Regions from separate parts of the Drosophila melanogaster genome. Here region 1 is linked to region 2. Evidence: chromatin contacts called from public Hi-C data. All regions are on one chromosome and are shown on one strand. Each heading gives the region's core, a stretch centred on a gene start, on an enhancer-like site or on the middle of the called end of the contact. The rest is flanking DNA. Distances are from core to core; before and after follow the strand shown.

Region 1 (6,834 bases), core at 2,552-5,051, 250 kb before region 2:
GCAATCCACTTTGTTAAACAGCTCCTCGAAGGAAACAACTGTCGGCGAACCGAATTATAAACCCATAAGGGAGAATGGCCAGATACTTACTCCACTCAAGCGCGAACCACTCGAATATCTAACCGTAGGTGTCGGAATCAAGAAGAAGAACCGACGAAAGCACCGAAACCAAAGCTCATCTGGAGATCGCATCGAATTGTTTAACTCCCGGGAATTTACTCCCAGGAACAGTCCTCTGGCCATGAACAACCGTGGTGGTGGACAAGGGAGCTCAAAGATGTGTACGGATACATTGAATGCTGAATTCGGACGCAGTAACCGCAGACGGACAACTCCATCCTCAAGCAACTGGAATGGCTCTCCCATGGTGATCTATAACAAGAATATGAATACTCCCCAAACTTCTCGGGGCCGAGTAATAGAGCTCAATGGCGTCGAGTTTTATCATAACACGGTATCGCAAGACTTACATAAACTTAAAAAGTTAGACTTATCCTACGCCGAAGTTTTGCGCCGGGCCGATGCCGGCGAACATGGACCCACAAGATCACATTCCCAGCGACAGCAACACAACGGAGCCAACATTCGCAAGAGTCATCATCATCAGTTTCGTCAAAAGTAAACTTGTTTAGAGAATGTAAATAAGCAATTAAACAGTGCATTCTAGCCATAGGGCATTCTACCATTTTTAAATTGTGTGTGCCATGCAGTCTAGTCCGCTTTTTCATGTATAGACAGTTAAATAACAATAACTAAATAACTATAATCGGAAATTTAATTTTATTTCAGCATGATAAAATAAATAATTTAATGACCTACAGAAATCTTACTCTTTCACGATATTCAGCCAAGTTTCAATAGGAATATATGTAGTTGCTTTACAAATTCAGATATAAAAAAGTAAACATTTATTGTTAACTTACAAAGTAAAGGCAAATAAAATATTCTTGCACTTTCATGATATGCCCGTCTAACTACTTTCCAGACTTCCGTTGGTAATGCCCAGTTTGCTAAGCAAACTTATTATATCGCTGTTCGTTCTCATGACAGCCATAACTTCCTGTTGCTGCTGCTGCATGACCCTTAGCCGATTCCGCTCCTCTATCTTGGCCAGCTGATTATTGTTGTTTATGGTCTTTGTGTCCACATCCAGCTTCAGCTCCGACTTAACGTGATACAACTCATCGCGTATTCCGTTCAACTTTCTTTCGCAATCGCGCACGTCCTTCTCCAAAATTTGAGTTTTAAGGTAGACGGTCTGAGCCAACTTATACCAGTCCGCCAGGCACTCTGCGATTTGTGCCACTGTCGGATTTACGTTATCCAAAAGCAAGGCCTTTATCCGTTTGCCATTGTGATCCACTTTAATCTTCTCCAGGGCATGAAACTGTTCGTCGTTGTAGGTCAGTGTGCGCGTTGCACGATCCCGGAGCAAGTGCTGCCAGGAGTCCCGCAGCCTTTCTACCAGATACTTGGCCTGGGCACTGGCTCTGGTCTTGCAAGGACACTTCTTTCCGTGCATGGAGGAGGTCCATTGATCGCTGGATAAGAAATCGATTGGAATTATAACTTAATCCAAGCATATTTCCAACAAAACCTACTTAAGTTCGTCATCTATCACAAAATGTTTGTGCATCTGCGAGATCACATCCGCGGCTCCATCAAAGTCGCTTTTGACATTTTCCAAGGCAGTCAGCAGGGTCTTTATCTCCTGATCTCCTTTAGTCTAAAAGAATACCAATGCGATTATACCAAGGAGTTATCCACAGGGAGACCTAGCCACTTACCACTCTGGCCATGCTGTGCACCACATCTGCATAATCAATCACAGTGGAAAGCAAGTTGTCAAAACTCTCAGTTTTTCTGAAATTTAATTAACTTATTATTTGATAATAAAGTTTCTCCTCCTTTTACTTACTTCAATAGTAGAGTTATTGTGGTCACTAGCATCTCTATGAAGTGCTCCACTCCCTTCTTAATAAGGATATCCATGGAAGTAAAGATGTCCACGCGTCTTTTGCATTCATGGCCAACGCTGCAAGCGGACTTTGCCAGACTGGCGTCGTTCTCCACTGAAACATTGGGAGGGAACACTGGGAACTTGGGGAGATCTAATTGCTGGGGCAACTGAACATTGTTGTCGTCGTTGCTGTAGAGGAATATTGGCTGATCTGTTGTGGTGGCAGGGAATGCTTTAGCTGGAATGTATAAATTGTTTTTCAATTACCATTATATTTAAAAGGCACTGACTCACCTATCGTTCGTGGAGTAACCTTCTTCTCCAGATGCTCGTTGTTGAACAAAAGGATCTGCTTCTCCAGCGGCACCTCTGTTTGCAGGAAAATACGCTCTCGGAAGTTGTCAATTTGCTCGTCTGGCTCTAGGAACACTTCCACCGAACTAGTCCGATTGGTGAAGAACACATGAATGACACGCTTGCGGAGGATGAGCGTCACCTCGTGGAAGAAACGATCGAAAGACCAGGTCTTTTCCCTATTCTCCTCGAGAAGTCCAGCTAGAAGAGGCGTCACCAGGGTTTTCAGTCCCTGCGAGAGATGGGCGTGCGGTGGCAACGTGGTGGACCATTCAATTGGTCCATTCTCGGACAGCTGAGTGCCGGAAATCACCCCAGAAGCCTTTTTGGTAGTGATTTGGTGCATGGTCTCTCGGTTTTTCCTTCCACCAAAAGGTCTAAAAGGCAGATTTCCGGTGGCCACATGGTAGAGCGTGACCCCAATCGACCACAAATCCACATTGGCGGTGAACGATCGCTGGATTGACTTCCTCAGCACAGCGCGCTCGTAGAGATCGGGATGAAGATACTCTTCTGTGCCGTATAGAGAGGCAAACGGCTGATTATCCTCCAGTTCTCTAGCAGCACCGAAATCAGTAAGCTTGTATATGGTTTGCCCGTCCTCCGAGATGAACTTCATTATGTTTCCGGGCTTCAGATCGCGATGCACCAGCTTGTTATCCCGCAAGTGCTTCATTCCGGCGCACAAGTGTTCCAAGACCAGCAGGAACTCGTGTTCCGGCAGACCGTACGAGTTCTCAGGATCGTCCAGGATGTTAAAGAGACTTCCGCCTGTGCAGAGCTCCATCACGATCACCTTACCACGCCCCTCTTGATCCTCCTCGATCGCCAACAGCTTTACTATATTCTCGTGGTTGACCTTTTTCAGGGCCTCGAACTCCCGCATCTGCACATCAGCCGGTCGCATGTGACTGTAGGGATTAAAGGTCTTCACCGCCACCGATTCGCCGGTGATCTTGTTGACCCCCTAAAAGACAAGGAAAATACGAAAGGAAAGTGAGTCAGGTGGGAAATTCGGAACACCGTTAAGCACACTAACCTGGAACACGGAACCGGTGGCTCCCTTTCCCAGGACGCTGGTGGTGCACCACACATAGCTCACGGAACCGCGCAGGAAGGACATTTCGCGGCTGTTTTCCTCCTATTTTTTATTTTTTGATATAACTCCAAGCGCCTTCTCGATTGTGACAAACAAAAACACTGGTAAGGAAGGTCTATCGATAATACGATAACACTGCAAAACAACATGTTTATTTTGGAACTATCAATAAAATATATAATTATTCTATTTAGATTGTCTGTTTTATTACGTACACACACAATTGTATTAAACATATCTGCTAGGGAAATATTATAACCCGTTTCATGTTCTTTGTTAACCAGTGCAGTCGATAGAAAGTACTGTGACTGCTTCCCACAATAGCTGCTACTTCGATAGCTGCCTATCGCGTGCACGGGCACCTCCAGTTTTTTGTTATTTTACGTGCGCGTTGACATTTTTGCAGCGCTTTTTGATTTATTATTATTATTTTAACTAAATCACAATGGAGCTGGCCGCATGCTAAACCCGAGATCGATATCGAGTGAAAAAATATCACCGAATCCATGTCAAAAGCTCTGGCCCGACGGTACACGTACTTTTTGGCGAACGCGGGCCTCGCCTGTTCGCAAAAATAGTATAGTAAATTAGCGAATTGGGCACTAGCCACGGTTAAGTTAAGTCAAAGCGACTAAAACGATGCACATGCGGCTGCACTTGGTGCGCTTTATGTTCATAAATCTGCTGCTGAGGTGAGCTGACACAGATACCATCCATGCCTATATGGAGCGATTTCTAAGTGGATTTTCCGATTGCAGCTGCTGTTTCTGGTTGTACGACAATGTGGCAGCTGCAGACTCACAAATCCCAAGCAGGGCTGGCGACTCAGCCAAGGATGCAGCTCGGAAAACCCACATAGAGCCCGAGGAACCGGCGGCGCCTCCAAGGCCGGAACCTCCACCCCCGCCACTCCACAACGGAGCTGGAGTTTTGTTGCCCTCTGCACAGGAGGGCGTGCCCATCGTTGCCACATCCTCCTCCTCCTCCTTCGCCGAAGTGCCCCAAACTGGCAATCGGCCAATATCTGGGGACACGTCAGTGCCTGTAAAGGAGCTGCCCGCGCTATCTGACCAGCAGCGGACCAAAAGCCATAGTGAATATATTAGTGAAATCGATTTAGCCGCTGATGTGGGTGGCGCGTCCTCATCCACCGCCCAAGTGCCAAATAATCAATTAAATTATAATAAGCGTAGCAGTGCCGGTAAAGTGCATAGATTTAGTGAATCGCAGCAATTAGACCAACCAAAGCAATTGGAGCAGGAGGAGCCGGCGACGGGGCAGCCGAAAGCGCCGGAGCTGCAGGAACCACCACAACTACCGCAGGCGGAAGAAAGGTGAGTGGTTTATTGATCCCACACTCGCGGTCAATGTTGTAGTGGTTATGCAGGATTTATAAGAATACCTTTAGCTTGGAATTTATATAATATTATTGTTGTGGATAAGTGAGTTATATATTTTTGGAAAAGATAATTTTATTTTGGAGATCTATTATAATAATTTAGTTTGAAACCTTTTTACTTCAAAGTTCACCGCTGCCGTTTGTACACCTAGTTACATGTATGTGCACACTTCATGGGGTTTTCGCTGATAAGTTCTTGTGACGCACTGACGTGCCTTTCTATTTGTGTTTCCACGGGAAGTATTTCCCGCTGGCGTAATTTTTGTCATTAGTATGAAAGTATTTTTCAATCGACGTGACTTATTTACTTGAACTTGAACATGAAAGAGGGCTACAACAAAGGCCAATGCTAACTTATTTAAAAGGGAAAGAAGGAAACTGACGAAAAATACAGGGGCTTAATGTGTGAGGCATATAAAAAAGGCAAAAAGTGTACTGCATCGCTGATATGCAATTACCCATCCCATGAAGGAGCACAGCCTTGAGCCAAAGAGATTAGCCAGTACGGAAACTAAGAATAATAACTAAATACATGGTCATATGTACATAGATGAAATTCCCAGGCGAACGCAGTCATCTCAAAACTCGCGCTGTTATCAGCTGAATTAAGGCTATAGTGTTTTATATAGGGGCTCTTAGTCCCCCAATGACCCTTATCAGTACTCGGGGCTTGTTGTTGTCACGTCTTGAGGTGGTGGGCACGATTTAGGTTCGCTCACATGCTGCAGCCCACCAACAGCTGGATGAGATCAAAGATGCCTTTCACTCACTAGCTTGTTGGCAAGGTCATCGCAAAATGTTTAGCTGGCGCTTTGCTTTTGTTGCCTATAAATAGAACTGTCCAATAACATGATTATCGATGGGATACGATGCTATCCACCACACCAGATGCGTGAGACATCCGAGCGTTTTCCAACATTTTCCCCGGCATTTCCCAGAGTTTTGTTTACTTACTTGCACGCGAGTGTGCCACGTCGTTAATCTTTGTGGCTGCGACTGCAATTTGTTTTGCTCGTACGCCATGCATAGTATAACGTAGTAACCACATTCACTTGTTTTCGTTTCATTGATAGAGCTGGCTGGCTATTGATTAAGTGCAATAATTGCAGCGAGCTACGTAACTGGCATCTATTCTTAGATGTTCTCTGGCGCCACACACTTTCATGGGTGCTATCTTATCAAGTTTCAGATTTCGATCTGCTCACAGATATCTCATATTTTTTCTTTGTTAATTACTTTGCAGTTCTAGAATGCTTTTCCTCGAGATATATGATTGATTTTGTCTCGAGACGATTGGTTATTGAACGGAATGCGCTATTGGTTTATACACATGTAATGACTGCCCAAAACGTTGTCTCTGGAAATTCCTTTCGCCAATTTAGGTGCTTATATAGCCCTGGGTTTATTGCGTTTTAGCAGTTAAACCGACATGTGCTAAAGTATTTCAAATATAACTCATTCGCGGGCATTTCGTAACCGGGGGCCAAACTATATGTGAATTATATACGAAACTGTCTCTGTCCAGACCCAACGCCACTTCCATACCGACCGAAACCGATTCCAATTGCAATCGCAATCCAGCTCCAGCTCCAGTGCTCCGGCGATCTCCCACGCGTTGTCTTGTCACAATGCCTTTTGCTGGTAATTTGCTTTACAGTTTTTCAATTTATTTTCCCCTCCGTGAGTGTATGTACTTTCTAAATGCCTCCTCCGCCAGTCAGTCTGAGCCTATCTACTGCTGGCCGGCCGGCCGGTCATTTCATTCATCCCAAAAAAGTGGAAAAAATGAGTTGCACAAGTGGCAAACAAACATAAGATTAGACGCAGGCCACCTCTTCGATTTGGAGACTGAAATATACCCGCCATTTAGTGTACTTTAGTGCCTTCAAATAATAATGATGTACAAAAACAAAAAGTTACAACTCCTTAAGATTTATTATTGTACAATTTGTACTTGAAAGACGTCGCAGGAGTTCTCCATTTCCACCAGAGTTTCCTTCAAGTGTAGCATTTCTCTACCAC
Region 2 (5,908 bases), core at 2,014-4,513:
AGCAGTTCCTGATACCGCACCCGCTCCCGAACCTTGTCCCGATCCCGAACCTGCAGCGGCGGCAGCAGCAGCAGCGGCGGCGGCGGCTGTGGACGTCGATGGTTTTGTGGACGACGTTGTGGCTTCTCCGCTACCCGGACGCACTCACAGGCTCACGCTCACGCACACGCAGACGCACACTTGGCACACTTAAAGCACTGAGCACACTGGCAGGATTCAAGGACTCGAGGACGAACGCTCGACTCCCACAAGTTGTTGACTTTTGCACTGGTTTTCACACCGGATTGGATTTCACTTTTGGCCTTTCGACCTTTTTTCCGGCTTAATTTATTCTGTTATTGCCACTTGTATACGTTATCAGCAACTGCAAAACAAAAGAGAGAGAGATATATATAGAGAATTATTGGTTAGATATTGTACCATGGTATTGGACAGGTATCATCATACAATACTTATACTAAAGCACATAGCAGTTTACGAAAGAGAACTTAAATATATATATATATCTATTCTAAGTAGTTAAGCTATTTTAAGTACAGAAAAGGGTTGAAAAATCAAAATAAATAAGTGTGCAAGTCTTTGGCGAACAAGTGCTATTAATCATACACGGTTGTAAGTATCCAAGCGTTAATAAGCAACTAAATGGAAGTGGTCTTAGTGGTCTTTACTGACCAGTCAGCCCCAAGGGCGATCATCTCATCTCCCTAAACAACCTTTTATGGCTCCACAGACCATGGACTAGCTCACATAAATCAAATATTAGTGCTTGGGCGGCTGCTGCAGTTTGGCTGTGTGGAATCATCCCATATTGTGGGTAGTTGCCACTAGAGTACCACCACCCAGAGTACGAGCACTGGAGCGCCCACAATCAACAAGTTTTTAATTGCCAAGTGCAAACAGCAAACAAGATTGTTATGGTTATCAATGAGCCAGAGGTAGTAGAGGTGACCCTTCCAACATTTGGTCACGGGCCATAATAGCGTGCTTTGATTGTATTGCTCCAAATGGCTGGTTGATTTGGCTGGCATTTTGTACATTAAACAAAATGTGTATTTATGTAAGTTAATAATTTAAGCCAAAAGTAGAGAAGTATTTATGGTGAAAAACAACGAAGATATGATTTATTTTCTAATATTTTCAATTAATATTCCCACTCTTCCTATAGCAGCTATATGTTATATTCGTCCGATTTTAATCCAATTCATTTTTGATTTTTTCTTTTTATTTTTAAACAATTTTTGGTAAAGTTTCATTAAGATATTGTAGTTTTAAGAGGGAGAGACTTGATTGCGTTGAAACGGACGAACTTACGGACGGACAACAGATGGACATGCCTATATCCTGTTGATCAAGGATAAATGTAGCTAAATGTAGGCTTAAAAAATTCACCCTTTTGATTTTGGATCGTATAGCTTAAGCAAACTGTTGTTTCAAGGAACATCCGCAGAAGGAGTCGCACGGCAGCGACAGTCGGAAAGTGGAGTAAAATTTGAAGCGGCATAATGAGCACGTGTCGCCCAAGTGGGCCAAAAGGGGGCGGGGCAAGGGGCAGTTGGGTGGTTGGGTGTTTGGGCGGCTTTTGAGGGGTGACAAGGACATGGAACTGTTGGGCCGGGAAAGCGTTCGTGCGAAATGGAAACAGCAGCTAGGAAAAGACACGAGACGGCGCAGGATAGACAACCGTTGCATTACAGACACATGGCATCAAGGAAAACACTGTTTACGAATCCCTCTTCCTCCACACACACACACACTCACTCACACACACGCAGCTCCCAAGTTGAGTGCACTCACATAACGAAGCAATCGAAATGCATTTGAATCGGGGAAAACGGAGAAGGCGTGGAAAATGGGAGCACGGAGATGGAAGCCACAGCTGCTGCAAAGGAAAACCACGACGAGTGTGAGTGATTTCGGGTGTCGGCATTTGGGTAAGCAGTAAAACACTAAAAACGAGGAAGTGCAAAAAGAAAAGGCCCAGGCCCACAGACCCCCGAAAAAAGAAGGGTTACCCCTTACCACAAAAACGATTTGCACGACACTAAAGGCGCTGGAAGCCCGAAGAAAGGCCGCCAAATAGAGATGAGCCCCGGGCGAAGCTAAGTTGTTACCATATCGGGATTTGGCAGGCATTCTTCAGAATTTTTGTTAAAAGAATTGAAATTAGATTCCAGAGAAGACGGGTGGCATTGGTTGGTTCAGATGCCTTGATTTGTATTTACTTAAAATATAAACTGAAAAGAACAAGATTCGCAATCAAACTACCAGTTAAAATATATAACATATGGTTATTTTGATATTTAAGAATAAACTGTCTTAAATAGAAAGGGGTTTTAAATATAATATATTTGGAAAGAGATTAGTTCGCTCTCATCTCTGGCAGACCAAACAGGGAACTGGGAAACCGAAGGCGTGTCATCTGGTTCACAGCAGCAACTAAAACAACCACAACAACTACAGATACAGGAGGAGCCGAGGAAGAAGAACAAGAACCACGGGGGGGAGGGGGGATGCACGTTGAGGACGCGGCCAGGTAAAGGTCCTTTATTCCTTTTACGGGGCCACTGTTCAAATTTGCATATGCTTTAAATATTTAATGTAATTCAAAAAGAGGAGACAGCAGCGCCAACAAGAATCTGGCAATTGGACAAAGCCCGGCCGGGCATAATCCAATTGGACTGGAAAACAGAGCCCGCTCTCCCATTGGATTTCCCAACAAAAGGAAAGAAAGAACACATGAAGTCGTCGCGTTTTTTGGCAAAAAATCAATTCTCCACGTGATGGCCAAGCGCAGTTTTTTTGGCGATTTACAGAGCGGGAAAAGCGGGGCAAGCCGGGAGTGCTTCCCATTTGATCAACGCCTCAACCTCAACGCATTTCTGGCTTCGTTTTTGGGGCTGCTAATTATTGACATAACAAATGTGGTGGAGCTTCTACCACGCTCTCCGCACAAACACACGCGCAGCAACACAATGAATATTCCGATGACAGCACACGCGAAATTCCCTAAAACAAGAGGAGCGAGAACAGCCGCGATTTTGGGTAGCACGGGGTTTTCGGCGCTTTGTTGACAGGAAAATTGGGAATCGAAGCACGTAGGTATAAAACTTAAATGCACTTAATTACATTTAATTTGCGAGACTGCTGCGCTGCCTTTGTTGTATTTTACGACTGATTTCAACCGCATTCACTGACTTGTGGGGAGAGTAAACTTTATAGAGCCCACGACATCCGACGTCGAACACACAGCGCTGTCACTTTGGTTCGACGCGTTCGTTCGAGTTGGCACTGAACATCTGATTGGATCCCGAGGTGAAGTGTGCGAGGCAACGGCACGATGCTGCTCGTTTGGGTCGCCCGTAAGCGACGCTTGCGTTAGAGGAGCACAGATATAGGGTCCGTACCACGAAATTCACCTTCGCGCGCTTTTCACAATCTTTTCGGTATTTAATTTAAACATCGTAAGCCGTGCGGTATTTTTAATTAGCTAAAGTTTAGTAACGAAACTTAACAGCAAGCTAACTTCAATTAGGAAATATTTTTATATTCTCGTAAATGATTTCAGTTCCACAAATTGTTTCGATTTCAAAAATAATTTGCATCATATTGACTATAATTAAAAGAGTATGCATTTTCTTTTTTAATATTTTGTTTTTATGCCTTAACACACAATTTTTACAGTAATTATCTTCCTATGATGTGACGTCACGTCATACCCATACACACACGTTCTCCATTCGTGGACACCAACACAAGCGAAGAGTACATTCACGTTTTTCATTCAAACATTACTCGAACAGCCTTCTTGGTTCGACGCCACTCTGCGAAAAGTGCGAAATACAGAGAAAATTGCCCTAGACGCCTATTTTAAACTTGTTATTGCCGCAGAAATGTATTCCAAATTAAAGTGGATTCCATCAAAAATTAGTCGTAAAATTGCATGCTATTAAGCTAAGGTATAAGATCAAGTGAAAAATCCAGTGTTTGACTAGTGGAATTGTAAATTTATTTTTAATTTTAAAGTTCAGTTGCAAATTAAACGAATTGTTTAAAAGCATTTAACCATGAAAACGCTTATAATCAAGAGCAATACTTAAAAAACACATTATCTACACCAAAGTCCATTAGGCCAAATAAAATCGCATAGCATGTCCAACTTGAGTAGTAGTTTAATATTTTTAAGTAATCCCTAGTTGAAATCAGCATAGGTGGCATTATTGAACAGAATTAATGAAATATAAAATCTTTCACTTCTACTACTTAATTCTTTAGTTAAAACACATTATATACTATAACAATATAGAAGATTATTTCCATTTACAAAATCAGAAAGCTTAAGCAACAAAAAGGTACCACATTTTTCTAATTTACATTTAGGTTTAGTATTCTATTTTTAAGCCCACATATAAACTGTAATCAAGCACTTACAAATAAAAGAGTTGGATATTATATATTATATGCCTGGTTCTGCTGGTTAAACCGAACTTTGTTGGCCTTCTGATAAGCAAAAACCTATCGAAACTATCGTGGACTTTGCGATAATTTTGCAATGCATTTAAAATTCAAGAAAAATCAAAATAATGCAACTTAAATAATGGTAAATACTCAATAATTAGACCTCACGAGGAGGAAACCGCATTGCATGGCTAGCTACACCCCTTCGAAGCGCTACCAATCGAATATCGATTATTTGGCGGCGATAGGCGTGCAACGTTTGGCGGTCAAAACAAAAGCGCTCGTATGTGCATTCTATGGGTTTTGATTGGCTTTATGTTTGGCGTGTGTGGCTCGAACAAACGAAAAGCGGTGCTTACTTTGCTGATTTGGTGATTAATATTGATTTGTGGATAATATGCGTCTAATTGCAGTGGCGCTTGCAGGTAGGTGCTGGAGATTCTTGGACTTTGATCTTTGTCTGAATCTGTATCTGAATCTGAATCGCTATCTAAATCTGAATCTGAGTCAGATTTGTGGGGATTCACAGCGTGGGTGGGCGCGAAGTAGGCTGGTGGAGGTGCTGACGCTGCTGCTGCTGCCCGGGAATATAGCTATTGCCAACCCCGGATTCGCCGGAGTTGGTGCCGGAAGCGGAGACGGAATCGGTTATGGAATCGGTCTTGGAACTGGAGCCGGAGTCGAGATCTCTGGGCATTTTGGGGCCTAAGTTGTTGCCTTCCTCTTGCGGGCAAACAACGAAGTGGCAACAAAAACAAGAACTACGAATCGCCTCCGAATATAACGTCTGTCGTTACACTCGTTACTCGTATTCGTTTTCCTTTTCTTTTTCCTCTTTTTTTTATGTGGCCAATTCACAGAATGTACATTTTTTACACCTTTCACACACACCCACGCACTTTACGCACACGCTCGCACATTTTGGCCCGATTTTTCGCACACAGCAAGTTGAGCAATTTGTTGTACTTTCTGATTTATTTTATACGCGACTATTGGAGGTGCATATGCATATGCATATGCATATATGTATGTATGTATGTACATATAGGTTTTTACTCGACCCTCTTCGATTTTCGTTCAACAGATTTCTGATTGGGAATTTTTCAGCTGCACGACGTTACCGTTACCAAATGGGCGACTCCTCCCATTCGGAGCCACATGGGCACAGTTCTGCTGCATGGGGCACGCTTTTTTCACAGCTACACAGCGACTCCTTGCGAAGGGGCGTGTCGGGGTCTTCCGGGGGGCTGCGGGCCCAATTCTTATGGCCTTTCGCCTTGTCTCTGCCTCGTTTTTCAATAAAACTTCATGGCCCTATTACATATGTACTCCGCACACTCACACACACTCGGAACTGGCACTCACTAGCACACACACACTGGCACTGGCCCGAGCCCGACTCAATTCGATTTCGCCTCGATTCGATCCGAAGGATAATGCCACAGCGCGGATA

Evidence for each region. A called contact is a pair of places that touch in the nucleus more often than the background predicts.
Region 1: a contact with region 2 is called in a Hi-C map of the Kc167 cell line, with 2.5 times the contacts expected there. The contact joins the promoter of CG31678 here to the promoter of CG31688 in region 2. A contact is called at or near these places in 3 of 107 Hi-C or Micro-C datasets (the Clone 8 cell line, the Kc167 cell line and the ML-DmBG3-c2 cell line) and 2 of 6 datasets of contacts at active chromatin or transcription factors (both in the Kc167 cell line).

Annotation. Positions count from the first base shown.
Region 1 is chr2L:20,672,908-20,679,741 of dm6, reverse strand. CG31678 reads left to right here and starts at 3,801. Exons shown (of 6, transcript NM_165336.3): 1 at 3,801-4,105; 2 at 4,172-4,747. The coding sequence starts at 4,053. It overlaps IKKepsilon (I-kappaB kinase epsilon), which reads right to left and starts at 3,697. Exons shown (of 7, transcript NM_136204.3): 1 at 3,629-3,697; 2 at 3,354-3,548; 3 at 2,255-3,281; 4 at 1,919-2,198; 5 at 1,788-1,863; 6 at 1,602-1,726; 7 at 763-1,541. The coding sequence starts at 3,437. The coding sequence ends at 971. It overlaps Cen (Centrocortin), which reads left to right. Exons shown (of 2, transcript NM_136205.4): 2 at 1-821. The coding sequence ends at 622.
Region 2 is chr2L:20,426,380-20,432,287 of dm6, reverse strand. CG31688 reads right to left here and starts at 3,263. Exons shown (of 5, transcript NM_001273696.2): 1 at 3,127-3,263; 2 at 1-364.